2 separate regions of the Mus musculus genome follow, and region 2 is linked to region 1. The links are chromatin contacts, called in public HiChIP or PLAC-seq maps. All regions are on one chromosome and are shown on one strand. Each heading gives the region's core, a stretch centred on a gene start, on an enhancer-like site or on the middle of the called end of the contact. The rest is flanking DNA. Distances are from core to core; before and after follow the strand shown.

What was found. HiChIP or PLAC-seq counts read pairs in DNA pulled down with a chosen protein or histone mark.
Region 2: a BATF HiChIP or PLAC-seq map of CD8 T cells shows a contact between it and region 1, with 6 read pairs. The contact joins two enhancer-like sites. A contact is called at or near these places in 2 of 115 datasets of contacts at active chromatin or transcription factors (CD8 T cells and fibro-adipogenic progenitors).

Annotation. Positions count from the first base shown.
Region 1 is chr1:63,993,460-63,997,612 of GRCm38.p6, reverse strand. No RefSeq gene overlaps it. Among named protein-coding and RNA genes, the nearest start is that of Gm13749, 31 kb to the right of the region's middle. RefSeq lists an enhancer at 1,041-4,153. Within about 2 kb of position 2,437, at least 115 of the 459 cell types and tissues checked have an H3K27ac peak or open chromatin away from gene starts, as enhancers often do. A contact at or near this core is called in CD8 T cells, where this site is marked.
Region 2 is chr1:64,506,346-64,510,498 of GRCm38.p6, reverse strand. No RefSeq gene overlaps it. Among named protein-coding and RNA genes, the nearest start is that of Gm36148, 8.4 kb to the left of the region's middle. Within about 2 kb of position 1,853, at least 34 of the 459 cell types and tissues checked have an H3K27ac peak or open chromatin away from gene starts, as enhancers often do. A contact at or near this core is called in CD8 T cells, where this site is marked.

The DNA of each region.
Region 1 (4,153 bases), core at 1,188-3,687:
TATGTCTTTCCTGTATGTGTATGCAAATACTATATGCGTATACATAAATATACACACTGTATATATATATATATATATATATATGTATATGTGTATATGGTATATGTACATGTATATATGATAAGCTTTAGTTTATAAATTAGGCAGAGCAAGAGATTACTGATAGGAACTAATGATAATAGAACATTAAAACAATGGACTACAGTAGAATTGCAAGCCACATTATTCTAATTCTTTGAGGCCATTATTAAATGAAATAAAACATTCTTGGGCAGAAGCCCTGTGTTATCCAGGGCAGTCAGTCTGACAACAGAGACAGCTCCCAGTTGGCTAATGGATAGGTAACACACACAAACACACACACACACACACACACACACACACACACACACACACCTTTAGGTGTGCTGAACCATGGTGTATTCAGGTAGGAAGAGGCCAGACAGTAGGAAACTTCATCACAACCACAATTCAAAAATTGCTTATTTCTAGAACTTCCCACTTAATATTTTCAGACCATGATTGACAGCTAGTACCTAAAGCTACAGGAAAGAGAAACCTCAGGTAAGTGGGGGTGGATAAAGTCTACTTAGCCATGGTCTCTGCTTTCCTGGGGATTGTTAGCTACTCCTTGGCCTCTATGCAGTTGCTTCTGTTTTTCTGCCTTCCTCATCTCTTTCCTCTCTCCTTGCTTCTCATTGTAATACCTATTTAAATGTCCTGATCAGGTGTTTTAACTACATCCCTCTATATCCATGAGAACTCCACACACTAAAGACTACTTTCCCATTTAACTCACATTATTGTTTTGGGGTATTGTCTCTCTCTTCTCACCTCTTCCTCCTTTCTTTTCTCCTGCCCTTTTCCCAGATAGATTTGAACTTCCTTGAAAGTAAGGATATACTGATTTGCCTCACTTTTTTTTCATTAAGTTTCCCCAAATAGCTAATATACCAAGGGGCAGGTGGGAGGGGGTTCATATAATAAATGTTGACTCAAACTGAAATGTTTAGAGCTTAAGTTTGTTGAAGTAAGTTTGCCCACTTGCGGGATGTATTCTTGGTTGCTGTCCTGGTTGTCATATATAGTCAGTGTGTCCCAGGAAGCTGAATTTTAAAAGTACTTTTAGTCTTGGACATTGCCTTCTGTTCTACTGCCTTCGGCATATCAAATCTCGTCCCACGAAGTAGCTGTGAGGGTCCATTAGCAAAGGCAGCCCAGTTACAAGGATTTTTAAAGCAAGGGGTAAGTATGTACAGTCCAGGCAGGCTGGATGGGGCTCAAGCAATCATTAATTCCTCTAAGATGGTTCTGATGAGGCAGCTCATAGTAGCTGTGGACTCTGGGGAAAGTCCCGGTCCTCAGCTTTTGTGGATGGAGAAAGTTTATTTTGTTTGTTTTTGTTTGTTTTGATTTGATTTGATTTCCTCATTCCTCTTTTGGGTTAGGGAAGGAGTGTCTGGGAATCACTGGGGTGGAGGGTGGGGGAGGTGAGTGTAATTCTCAGCCTGCAGGGTCTGAGATCACAGCTCTGGCCAGGCACCCTCCAACCTGCTTAGATGAAGAGGGTTTTCACAGCAGTGGGCGGTGCCATAGATAGCGTGGTTGCTAAGGATGTCATTATCACTCTGATTGCAGGAACCGGTGAGTTAATTGGCATGACCTCATTCAGGCCCTCCGGGGCCTACCTGTTCACAAATTATACAGGAGACAAAAAGTTGATCTTTTTATAGTGTCAGGAGGCAGCACCTGTTAACATTTAACAGAAGGTTTGAGAGAAGCTGGGGTACACAGTATTTATCTACCTGTTATCTTCCTCTCACCCCGAATGGCTTCCTCCTCACTGAATAGTCTTGAGACTTATCTTTCTAAAGCTTCCTTCTTGGTTGTTTCCTTTGTTTCCTGTAGAGGAAGTGAGATTTTTTTCCTGGTGGGAAAATCAGCCATTAAACTGAGGAAGGCTTGAGGAAATGAACTGAAATGTCTTGAAGGAAGAAAAATAGCACTATGAAGATGAAAAGGAACCGGGGATAATGGAGATTGATCGCTCGATCTATCTATGGCCTCAAATAAAACTGATCGGATTTAGCACGTTAGGTTATAGTTAAAAAGCTTCGTTGTTTCGGTTGGGGTAATACAGTTTCAGATTTTCACGGGAAGCCATTTATTTATTTTTGCATTTGTGAGTCATTTAGTCATTCCCTTGTGAGTGAGAATACATTTATTTCCCTGCTCCCTGCTGTTAGGCGTTCTATTAATACCACACTAGTTGAAATAAATGGAGCAGGAGAAACTGTTTGGTGGTGAATTTGTTTTTCAAAAAAATTTTTTTTGAACTGCTATTTTGGTAAGTTGGCTTTCCAACCCCTCCTGTGGTTTAAAGAGTGGTAACTTCTCACCCTTTCGCTTCCCCGACTCATGGTAGTGTGTGTGTGTGTGTGTGTGTGTGTGTTCCCTGCTCCTGTTCCAATATTGACAGCATCAAGGCCGTGGGAAGCCTTACAACCCAAGATGCGCATGCAGGAGAACCAGCCTGTGCTAAAATACCCCACCAAGCAGCAGGACTGTCAGAAATTTCAAACAAACGGACAGTTTTCTGGAGCGCAAGTTCTCATGCCTCTCTTTTGAACTCTGCCCCAAAGGAAACTCCAGCTTAATAACCAGGGGTTGGTTCTCCAGGTTAGAGGGAAGCGGCAAGGGTCGTGTTTCCCAGAGTCCACATGGGAGATTTTCAAATCACAGCGACTGTGCTCAGACACAATGCCCTTTGCTCGCGAGCCATGGCAGCACAGCTGAGCAAGATATAATGTGCTTGTTGTTCTGGACGGCTAATTACCATCAGTAATTGTTTGGGGCACTGAACACAGTGTGGGATAAAGACAGTTTTTTATAATTTTTTTTCAGGGAGGAGGGTCGATTCCACTCTCAGTCTTGAACCACATCAGCCCATTAGGCTGATTTGCCAGGTTGCCTCTGAGGACAGGTTCAGAAAAGCCCGTGGTGGGCCCCAGAAAAGCCCGTGGTGGACCCCAGAAAAGCCCGTTGTGGACCCCAGAAAAGACCGTGAACCACACACTGTTTCTGTCTGGCGAAGGTCAGGCAAACCCTGGAATTACTCACAGGGCTTTCACATCCCTGACTGCTCTGATGAGGATGGGGGAGGGGACAAGAGGGAGTAGTAGAAAGTGTCCATCTCCGGCCAGGGGGAGGGGTAAGGGGCTGGACAAGAGCACTCTGTTCTATTTGCTCCTTTCCCAGAAACCTTGAGAAGTGACAAAGAAAGAAAGAAAAGGCAAGCGAGGGACACATGTTCTCTCTCTCTCTCCCTCGCCTTTCTTCCTCTCTCTCTTCACTGCTTGCAATGGAGAGTCAATAACAGCAAAGATAATTTATGTTTAGGCTTAAACACCAACCCCAGAAGGTAATGTAGGGAGTGAAGGCAGAATGAAGATGATCCTCTGCATATAAGTATTTGGCTTCCTTTAAGGTTTTAAATTATGTACATCCAAGCTTGTATAAAGTGACCTCACCTGAAATTGACAGACAAAGATGCCGAGGCTCAGAAAAACAGTGTGAGTTCTCCAAGATGCAGGGCACACACTCAGGGGTGCTGAGACTAAATCGGAGATCTCCCATCACATGGAAGCTGATGTGTTCCTGAGACCACATGGTGCTTGCTGTACAGATCAGGATAGCATGCTAGGAGAAGGGTTGCAGCCAGGAGCCTGTGTGGCCTCCGGTTGGCCTTTCATCTTGGCTAGGATGGTGAGCTTGCTGATTTCTTTCACTTGTTTTATGAAACCAATAAAGTCAAGTGAGGCAAATGCTTTCCTGGCAAATCTGGGTGTGTTCTAATTGGCTTGTAGACGGACTTCCCGGCATTGCTAGGGAGTAATCCACCCACCCTAACCCCCTGAAGCTTACCTGCGAGGCATAAACAGGAACAGGGGTTAAGGCCTAGCTTACTAAAGGCACTTTCTTGGGGTAGGGGGATGGGGACGTTTTTGCCATTCATTTTCTACCTACATCCTTAAAATTTTCATCAAAGTTCCTAGACCTCTCAGGGCAGGCTCCTTTACAGGTGAGCTGCTCACTCCACTGGGAGGCTGGTTCTAATGTCCCCTTGTCCCAGCCCCTCTCAAGATTGGTTAAT
Region 2 (4,153 bases), core at 604-3,103, 510 kb before region 1:
TTGCCTTTGGAACAGATGTAGAACTCTCAGCATCTCCTGCACCATGCCTGGTGGGTGCTGCCATGCTCCAGAATTGATGATAATGGACTGAACCTCTGAACCAGTAAGCCAGTCCCAATTAGATGCTGTTCTTATAAGAGTTGCCTTGGTCATGGTGTCTGTTCACAACAGTAAAACCCTGACTAAGGCAGTAGGCATTGCCTTACCTTTGTGTCCAGTTAAATGGATATTTTTGCATCAAGAAAAAGTTAACTGTCTTTTCAACTGTGACATGAGTTCTTGTCACCAAATTATATTTATTGATAAACTTCTAGAGTTTTTTTGCGTAGATTTTTTAACTCATAAACTTTATTTTTGTGCAATATATAAAAAGACAAGTATAGGCAAATCATTTTAAGCAGTTTTGGAAGTTTTTCATGTTCAGAGTCTAATTCTTTTAAATCACTTTTAGCTGCAGAGACTTTGGTTTCTGTCCTTTTTTTTTTTTTTTCCTTGTTGCAATGTTGCTGTTACATCAGGAGTGTTGGAAAGAAGCAATGAACATATCTGAAATGTGCCCCTCTGCTGAACTCAGTTTCTTTCAGTTCACAGACACCCACTCTCCTTGTGCTTGCTCTATCTTACCAGAAAGTGCCAATGGAAGGTTGCCAGGCAACCACATTTGTATTCTTTGCTCGTGTCTTGCTATTTGCATTCTTTAAACATTTTTGAAATTTTAATATAATTACACCATTTTCCCCTTCCCTTTGTGCTCTCCAAGTCCTCCATCTATGTAGCCCTATCTTGCTTACCTTTAAATCCATGGCTTCTTTTTCTTTAATTGATGTTACCTGTGTCTGTGTATATGTACATATATACATATATATGTATGTATGTGTATATGTACATATATACATATATATGTATGTGTATATGTTTATATATATGTGTGTGTATGACCATATATATATATATATATACACACACATATATATATGCCTTATATATATGTACATATATACCATACACACACACACACATATACACATACACACATATAAGGTATATATGTATGTATATATAAGGTATAGGTTATATATATGTTTATACACACACACATATATATAAATATCCTGCTCAGTCTGTATAAATGTTATATTTATGTATATATCTTCGGAGCTGACCTCTCTTTGCATTCTTTTGCCATTATCTTCTGTCCTCATGATAACTCCAGTGTGTAGCCTCTCAGAAAGAAGTCTCTGGCATCATTCTTGGCTCTTCTCTATCACTTACACCCCGTACCCAACCCAGCAAGGTCCAAAAATCCAGAATCTGCCTTCCGTTGTTCATACTATTTTGGCCGGCGGCAGCAGCAGTATCTCTCACCTATAATTACCCCTTAACAGGTTTTTCTCCTTTTGGCTTGGCCACACAGCAATTCTATTCTCAACACAGTGACCGGAATAAATTTCAGAACAGTTAGACCATGGCTCTCCTCTACTTATGCTCCCACTGCCTGCTTCAGGCAGAATAAACGGCAGTCTTGGTCAAGTCCTATAAGGCTCCCGCCTTGCCTCTCCTCCTTCTGCGTTCTCAGACCCTTTGCTCCACACCTCCTGGCCTCTTGGACGTTTCTCAATCATGCAGTGTGTATTTCCGCTAGAGAGTCTTCACTCCAGTTCTTCCTTCTCCCAGCACCTGTAGAATTAACTTCTTCCTAATTTGCTTCCTGTCAGTATGAACAACATCATGGATGACACCAACTTGGGGAGGAAAGGGTTTATTTCCATTTATAGGTTACAGTCATTTAACAAAGGAAGCCAGGGCAAGAACTCAATGCAGGAGCTCTGTGGTTGAAGCAGAAACCGCAGAGGACTCTTCTGACTGAAGCTGTCAATCTCTTGTTCAGCTCCTTCTCTTATATAGCCCAGGTTCACCTGCCTAGGGACAGTGTACTGGCCTCTCCAATAGTAAGTAGTTAAGTAAATACCTTACAGACACAGGCCCAACTGATCTAGGCAATTCTTCAGTTGTGAATCCTAGGAGACTCTAGGTCTCTGTCAAGTTGACAGCTGAAGCTAACTATGATATTGCAGCCTTTGTCAATTTTGACATGCAAACACATAACTTTATAACCTTTCTTTTCTTTTTTGACTACAAGATCTCATATTAATAACACAATATAAAACATAGTCCAGTTTTAAAAGCCCCATAGTCCTTAAAAAGTTCAACACCTTAAAAGCTCAAGGTCTCTAAAAATTCAAAGTCTCGGGCTGGAGAGTTGGCTCAGCAGTTTAAGAGCACTGACTGCTTTTCCAGACATCCTAGTTCAAATCCCAGCAACCGCATGGTGACTCACAACCATCTGTAATGTAATCCAATGCCCTCTTCTGGTGTGTCTGAAGATAGCTACAGCGTACTCATATACATAAAGTAAATAAGTCTTTAAAAAAAATTCAACTCTCAACTAGGTTCCTATAAAATCCAAAATAAGTTACATACATCCTGCAGAAAGGAAGGTTTATTTTTGCTTACAGGTTACAGTCTATGATCAAGGGAACCCAAGAGAGAAACTCAAGGGCAGGGTTTTGAGAGGAGAATCCACGAGGAATGCTGCTTACTGGCTTGCCACCCTTGCTATCTTGTTCAACTATCTTGCTCATATAGCCCATGCCCACCTGCCTAGAGATGGCACACCACAATGGGATGGACCTCCTATATTAGTCAGCAATTAAGAAACTGTCTCATAGACCACATGACCACAGGTCGACCTGATCTAGTCAATTCCTAAGTTGAGGTTCTCTCTTCTTGGGTTACTCTGTTTATGTCAAGTTGACAGCCTAAGGTAACTATGACAACTCCCCCACTTTCTTCTAAAATTTGCTTCAATTTCCAGTCTTACCTGAGACACACTGTACTAATCAGGGTTCTCCAGAGTTACAGAACGTATGGAATGTCTCTATATATTAAAGGAAATTATTAGACTGACTTACAGTCTGCAGTCCAACTAACCCAACAATGGGCAACTGAATGGGAAGTCCAAGAATCCAGTACTTACTCAGTCCCACGAGGGTAGGTGTTTCTACTGGTCTTCTGTCTAAACTGGAATCCTGAAGAAGTAGGTCCCAACAGATGTGCTGGCAAGTAAGTGCAAGCAGGTGAAGAAGAAGGCCTTCCTTTTCCCGTTGTCCTTATGTGGGCCTCCAGAAGAAGGTATGCACCAAATTAGAGGTGTGTGCCACCACATCTAGATTTGGAACTTGCTCTATCTCAGGCTGGCTTTGAACTCAAGAGATCTCCTTGCCTCAGTCTCCTGGGATTTGAGATGTGTACTACCTTGCCTGGGCCTAAGCTTTTCAAGGCTGCTATGCCTCAAGCTCTAGATCAAAAGCGTGTGTTATCCCATGCCAAGACCTGGGTCAGAAGCCTGTGTCTTCCAGTCTCAAGATCTTGATCACAAGTGTGCCCTCCATTTCTGGATTGAGTTCATTCCAGATGTACAAGTTGACAACCAGGAACAGCTATCAAACACACCTTATTCATCTTATTAAAGACTACAACCTAGGGGCTAGGGAGATTGCATAGTGGATAAAGTGCTTGCCTATACAAGCATGAGAACCCAAGCTCAGAGATCCCCAGCACTTATGTAAGAGCCAGGTGCCATAGCACACACATGTAGCTGTAGAAACGGTGGAAATAGGAAGATTTCTGCAGTTCATGGGAGAGTATGAAAATGGTCCACACAGAGCACGTAAGAAGGATAGAATGCATTTGGATCTTAGCTGAACTTTCTTTTTTTTTTTTTTTCTTTTTTTTTTTTTTTTTTGGTTTTTTGAGACAGGGTTTCTCTGTTTAGCCCTGGCTGTTCTGGCACTCACTTTGTAGACCAGGCTGGCCTCGAACTCAGAAATCCGCCTGCCTCTGCCTCCCGAGTGCTGGGATTAAAAGTGTTTGCCACCACGCCCCGGCCTAGCTGAACTTTCAAGGATAAAATGGGGCACGTGGAAGAACCACGCAATACAACAAAATCACACATGTAAATACCTCCTTGTGGCTTGGTCAGCTTGGGCTATAATAATAACAAGCATCATCGTGCGTAACAAAACATCAATAGTTGATTGACTTAAGACTACTTCTCAGAGTTGTAGAAGCTTCTGGAATCCCAAAGCCAAGT